Regions from separate parts of the Mus musculus genome. Here region 1 is linked to region 2. A link is a contact called in public HiCAR-type data. All regions are on one chromosome and are shown on one strand. The core of a region is the stretch at or near the end of the contact, and the rest is flanking DNA. Distances in the headings are between cores, read along the strand shown.

The links. HiCAR-type assays count read pairs that join an accessible place to other places.
Region 1: a HiCAR-type map of kidney shows a contact between it and region 2, with 4 times the contacts expected there. The contact joins two enhancer-like sites. A contact is called at or near these places in 2 of 115 datasets of contacts at active chromatin or transcription factors (embryonic stem cells and kidney).

What each region holds. Positions count from the first base shown.
Region 1 is chr5:50,032,150-50,035,777 of GRCm38.p6, forward strand. All of the region lies in intron 1 of Adgra3 (adhesion G protein-coupled receptor A3), which reads right to left. LOC115490186 (a long non-coding RNA gene) reads right to left here. Exons shown (of 2, transcript XR_003955916.1): 2 at 2,071-3,628. Among named protein-coding and RNA genes, the nearest start is that of Adgra3, 25 kb to the right of the region's middle. Within about 2 kb of position 2,267, at least 64 of the 459 cell types and tissues checked have an H3K27ac peak or open chromatin away from gene starts, as enhancers often do. A contact at or near this core is called in kidney, where this site is marked.
Region 2 is chr5:49,327,388-49,330,710 of GRCm38.p6, forward strand. All of the region lies in intron 1 of Kcnip4 (Kv channel interacting protein 4), which reads right to left. Among named protein-coding and RNA genes, the nearest start is that of Kcnip4, 200 kb to the right of the region's middle. Within about 2 kb of position 1,859, at least 11 of the 459 cell types and tissues checked have an H3K27ac peak or open chromatin away from gene starts, as enhancers often do. A contact at or near this core is called in kidney, where this site is marked.

The DNA of each region.
Region 1 (3,628 bases), core at 1,017-3,516, 710 kb after region 2:
AAGGTGCTCACTCTATAAGCAGTGTCCAGTCAGTGGGCTGGGAACCACAGTATAGATTCCAGCTGTTTGACCACCACAGGCTGCCCCTTGGGCAGTGTCCACACTGTCACTTCCTGCTGGGCCATTCCAGACTAGCTCAAAGCTGCAGGAAGGACAAAGGCCTCACCTAGCTGTACATCCTCAGCTTTCATAGATGCTCAACCTGGACCCTTCCCACTGCCTCCTTCCCTTCATTTTCTTCAGTCATTTTTTTCCCCTATAAATTATCTTGTACTTCAGCCCTCCATCCAGACCTGGTCCCCAGAGGCCCCGAATGACAAGGTGCTCACAACATCTGTTCAATAAATGAATGACATAAAAATACGGCTGGGTTTAAGTTTCTCTGTTCAAGGATCCTTCCCTGAGGACTGTGAGATGCAGAGTAGGTAATTTACTGGCCTCTAGTGGTACAGAGAAGTATAAATCTAGACCACTCGCTCCTTCCTCTCTGCGGCTCCAGGGATTTTTCTGAAAATCTACCAGATAATGTCTAGTTGTCTTTCTTCTTCTATTCCAAAATCCTAAGAAGTATGTCCACGTTATTGCCTTTCTAACATTGGGATCCCCTTAAAACTGATGTGGAAAGGAATCTCCAGCTGCTAGGGAAGGAAGAACCATGGATTTATCAGTGACTGTTGTCGTTGGCTCACATACAATCTGTGGTTGAATTTTAAGTCTGGATCTTTAACTGTGGCTTAGTGCTTACACACCAAGGTTCCACTACAGTGCAACACTGAAATTAAAGGTTGTATAACAGAAGATAGGACAGTCAGTGTGAGTGAGGACAAGCGATGCCACTGTCAGAATTTAACATTTCAGAGGGTAGGGGACTGCACTCCAGTGCCACAGGAAACTTTGAAGCCACATCTCTCTTAAGTTCTCATCCACCTATAAAAGAAGCTTAGGAAAATGCAACTCAATTGGGGGTTAGGGACGAAGGAGAAGAATCAAGATTAGGAAGCTAAACAAGTTTTTAAAAAATGCTTCAGAGCCATCTAAACTATAATTTCATGACTGAAGATATTCTTTTAAAATTTTGTTTTTATTAAAATACCCTACTGTCAAATTTGTATGCACAACACACACACAGAGTAGAGAAAAATGACCTCTGGAACACAATTATACACCACTGCATATACACAAGCACACTCAATAACTTGTGCAGCACACAGCATATGCCACAATAAAATATTGGACACATCTTTAAAAAAAAAAAAAAAACAAACAAAAAAAGGAAACTCTGGTTAAAATAGTAAATTGTGAGTAAAAGAAAGCAGGTATCCTGAGTTACAATGTTAAGTAGTTTCTACCCATCTACTTCTTAACTTCACCTAGTTATTTTCAAGTTGAAGCTGGAAAGGCATTGTATTAAAATGATCTCACGCAGACCTGGAATGGTTAAGTGACTTGGAATTCTGGTTGAGAGGACTGGGGATTGGCAGAGATTCTAAAGACGTGGCTCGTTGTGGTGTGGCGAAAGAAACCTCCATGTTTAGAGTCGCCAGCTCTTAAGAGAAATAAGTCATCTCTCTCTAGCCCCAGCAGCATCTGAGATTCTATGACTTAGCTAACACTCATCTCTTAGGCCGTCCTCCACGGTTCTTAATACTGCTTCACAACCTCCATCTTAATCCTTCTGCTTTGAATTTGCAAATAAATCCTCCGCTCAATTTTCCAGACCACTAATTTCCTAAATCCTGAGTCACTTCCCTCCTGCCCTTCAGACCAATCATTGACCCGGGACAGGCTCCTTCACATCTCAGCCTCACAGCTAACTCCGCAGAGCTCCCTTCTCACCCTTTCCCACGCTATTCTTGCCCTATGGATCTGTTATTCTTTCGGATCTGAAATACCCACTAGAATTCTCCTGCGTTAACATCTCACCAAGGCTTCCAAAACACTGGCTCCTTGCCGGCTCACAGTGTTGATTTCTCAAAAGTCTAATGACCCTTTCTGGTTGTTCATGGACTGATCAATACTGAGGGGCAGCAAAGGATCTCATTAGCATATATGAAAATAAGGATGGACACATACGACACAACCTCCTTTATGCCGAATTTGGGGAGTCTTGTAACCTTAGAGAGTGGAGTTACACAGGCTGCAGGGACTCAGTAACTTCCTGCTTCCAACTCCTACTCTGTTGAGCCTCCGCAGATGATGGGCAGAGAACAAGCAAAGTGGTTTTGCAGCTGCGGCAACCTCATATCAGCAGCTCCTCCTCTGGGCCCAGCTAGACAGAGCATCTGTCTCAAGGTCATCAGTTGCTGGCTGGGCACTCTCATTACCCACTTCTGCTGCCACTCCCCACATTTTCAGTTCTTGGGACTCTTCCAGAGCGCTGTTCAGAACGTCATTTTTCTAGTGAGTTGGCACTTTCTCTCCTGGGCTGTAAGTTCCTCTGCTGTGGGGTCTCACCATCAATCCCATCCATCTGCCGGGTTTTACTCCTGAGTCCCCAGTGCTCCAGGGCCAGGGGAACTGCTCTCTCATTTTTCAGCCCTCTTTGGGTTTCTGCTACAATTTTCAACATGATCTTGAACAGGACAGAAGTAAGAGAGAAAGATAGGGGGAAAAAAGAAAATTTCAAATATCTTATCCTTAACAGAATTTTTACTTTAATCACAAGAGTGTCCTGTGGACCAAAGCTAAGGTACAGACCCCATATGAAGCAACAGGATGTCCCTGAGCATAATAAGCATTCATTTGCTCTATGCATGACTGTGCTACCGGGAGCCACTCCATCACCAAAGTGGGTCGTATGACTGACTGGGCAAACAAATCTGTTGTTTTGGGGTCACTATTCCAGTCCCTGCCTTTGTCTCAGTAGTTACTAAGCAGGTAACACCACGACAGAGGGTAGACTCTGGCACACAAACTACCTGCGTTTAAACATTAATACCAAGATCTGGCTTCAGCATTCTGCATAAGGTTCTTAACCTCTGTTACTCAATATCTCATCTATAAATTATTCTAGGGACTTAGAAAATGAAAGCTTTTAGTGGACATAGAAGCCAAGTGTGGGAAAGTACTTAAGGTGGGCCTTTAGCACTACTTAATAAGATCCAAGCCAATCACAACAGCCAGACCACAGCTAGCCAAGCAGGAGTTATCATTCAGCACCACCCAATGGTAACTGCATACTTGACCACACTGCCTTCCTCAAGGCCTGGCGCAACTGCTCAGCTAAACCAGCCTGCGCCAGCTGTTACACTGTTGAGGTTCCTGTGCGTCTTGCCCAGTTTTAGGGTAATCTTGTGCAGGCAGCAGGATGGGTGGTACCCTGTAACAACTAAGGATGGCGGGGTACACACACAGACCCAAAGGGGTAGGAACACCACCACTAGCAAGATCCCCAGAATTAGAGCAATGCGAAGCAGCAGCCTGCTAATTAGCTCTCTTAGCAAATGCACGCAGGAATCCCTATTGTGCTGAACAGAAGACACCTAAATTTGTCGGACATCTCAGATTTATTCATCCAAGAAATCTTTTCTACAGAATTCATCCAGCAGAACTTAGCTACATTCTCAAAGCTGTAACCAGCACCCAACTTCGATTCCCACAAAGTGAACAATTATATAAAATGAGACAG
Region 2 (3,323 bases), core at 609-3,108:
CCTGACACTACTTAGATGGCCCCAAACCAGTAACTAAATAGTCCTGAGACCCTGGATAGAACCAAACATGACTGAAAAAATCAGATGGTTTCAAGTAATATCCTGTTTTACTCATAAATCAGTTTGTAGGCCAATTGTCATTAGAGTGATTTCATCCAGCAACTCATAAGAGCCTTTGCAGTGACCCACAGCCAAACACTAGGCTGAGCCAGTGAACCCTGCAGAAGACAGGGAGGAAGGATTTAGGAACCAGAGGAGTTGAGGACACCATAGGAACATGGCCCAAAGAATCAACTAAGCAGGGCTCATGGAATCTCAGAAACTAAAACAACCACTGACCTGTGTTGAAAAGCAGAAGGCAGAAGAAACCCACAATATACATGAGAGTTATACTCCTCATTGTACTCTGGGAAATTGATGGACTACTTTATCTTTCTTGGTCTCTTCTGAGTTCTCTAAATGTGAATCTGTATCTCAATTTCCAATTGCTTGCAACACTGACAAGATACAATTACTAGGATAAGTGAGAGTTAGGGCCAGCCAAACATATTTATATATTGCAAAGATAATAGGAAATACCTGTCAATCAGTCCTCAAAACTTTGAAATAAATGGAAAAGTCCATAAAATAACATATAGTCTTGTCTCTTAAGTGTTTTTTCAAACCAGTAGGACTAAATTATACACATATGATGAAAGAGAGAAGAACATAAGATGTTTTCATTTTAGCATCGTAGATTTATAAATTATATAAACACATTTATAATCATAAAGAAACATACATAGAATTTGTATGTCAATGTTTTCCAAGGTGACATAAATTCAAACTTTTATTGCCCTGGTGTTGGGATTCAGAAGTATCATGGACCATTAACAAGTAGAGGCTTTCAGAAGGTCTAAGATCATTAGGAGCTTGTGCTCAAACTGGACTGTGGGGACACAGTCCATTCTGTCTCTCCAGCATCCTGGCTGGAAATGTAAGCAGTTTACCCTTCCACCAACTCCCGTTCTAATGTGCCACCTTCACAAAGACCTAAGATAATTGTAACTCTAGGACTTTGGATTGAAAACTTCATAACCATGAACCAAATAAAAGAATGATCAATGTTAAGGGCTTGCTTTCAGAAGCATACTCATAAGCAGAAACTACCATTCAAACTACTTGTTAATTCCCCATCACTACTATCACAAATCAGGACAAATGTGGGACCTTAGAGCATACCACATTTATTTCCTCTTCACTCAGGAGACCACACTCCAGCATGGGTCTTACTAGGATGAAATCAAAGCACTGGAAGCCTACATTCTTCTGCAGGTTACAGAGAAACCTGTGCCCTTGACTTTTCAAATTCCCATAGACTCCAGGGTTTCTTAGACCAAGGCTATTTGTCACTAAAAGTTAATAAGGGTGGATGGAGTTTTTCCCAGACTCTACCCCGACATTGAGATTCCCGGTGCCTTCCTTCATTTTACAGAATCCTGTGATTACAGAAGCATGTTCAGAGAAGTCAAGATCACATTTCCTCTAAGGATTCTTGACTTAATTACATCTTCTGAGTTTCTGTTAGAGTCAGATATGATAACACGCTTAAGTCCTACCATATGGCACCAAAGGGAATGAGTGGCTTTATTTACCATGCTATAAATGACTAGTGCCATACCTGGAACAAATAATTTGGGAGCAGATATATGTTTGTTTGTTTTTCTGCCTTTATAAGAAATATTATATGCTGTCATTGTTACCGGACTACCTTGAGAGCCAAATATTGGAAAAATCAATTAGTTAATCATCAACCTCAACTGCTATCCATAAACAGTATGCCACTTCAAACAACATGAAGTTAATGGTTGACTTTGACCACAAACATTCCATAGCTCTGCTCAAGGTGAATTGGATAGTGCTCCCTGTTAGATCAAACAGTGCCTAATTTCTGATGTTTTCATCAAGCCTTTTTTCATAACTCCTCAGCCAACAATTATGAGATAAACATTTGCACATTTTTTAAAAGACAGAATGTTACTCTTTCACTGTGGCCCTCCTACTAATTTCAGATAGCTCTCTCCTTTGCAACTGATGGGATTTGGTTAGTCATACTTCCATCTTAGCACCTGTGACCTCCACCTTTGTATGTCTGCTTTTTAACCAAAAAGAGATGGCTTGTTTGATGCGTTTCTATTATCTTAAATATAACTGAGAGGTTATGAAGACATTTCTACTTGAACATGACTATGATATCTGCTAAGATACTGAAACACTTAAATAGCTGCCTCCATGAGAAAACCAAAGAGAGAGTGGGCTAGCTCTAAGCCCAATGCCTTTGCACAACAAGCTAGAATCATATTTTTAAACTTCAGGGCAGGGTCTAGCTAGTAGCAGATGTAGATATTTGTTGTGTAAAAATAATAAAACCACCTCTTAAATTGATAAATGTTTAAAAACTAAAAAGAAAAGAAAATAACATTTTTTACCACTTTATACAACAGTCTGAAGGTTACTAGTCTTCCAAATTGTGTGCTTTATGCTTTAAAAATGAGCTGAGGTATTATAATTCAGGGATGAGTTCACAGTAGAAAGAAAATTTTATGTCACAAGTGAAGAAACAGTTTTAGAATATGTTTCATTTTATACCTCTTTAATTGGTATGTGCCCTCATGCATGTCAAGGTTTGTGTATAGGTGTGAAAGTCTGGCTTCTGAAAGTAGGTTCTTGCATTGTATAATGTGGGTTCCCAGAACCAACACCACCAGCAAAGGAATATCAAGTGCTGTCTTGTATTTATGACATTTTCATGGGTCTGGGAGCAAAATTGAATAAAGAAGGCACAGGGGTGTAAAACACAGAAATGGGCCCAAATAAGTTATAGACAGTTCTCCAAAGATAAAGTTATATAAAGCAAATAAAAGTGGGATGCTTCTCTCATGATATAGGACAAGATGCCATTCATTTAAAAGATAAGACATCTCCACAGGGAAGGAGGATAACATTTGAAATGTAAATAAATAAAATAACCAATAAAATATGGAAAAAAAGATAAGATGCTGATAGAGTGTTTTAAGACACAAAAGATTTCAGAGCACAGTAACTTCTTTCTACTTTAAAATCACATTGTTTTTATAAACATCAATATCAATAAAACATAAAGATAAAATTATTTCATTTTTATATATAGGTTTTCAAACAGAAATGGTAGCTACACAAAACAGCTATTATGTTAGCTGAGTGTTTGCAAGTGAAGATAAATTATTGTTGGTCTAGGTTATAGCATCTTAAGGAATACTTCAGTTTATTTGAAACTGATCTACTTTGGGTAGTCTGCACCCTCA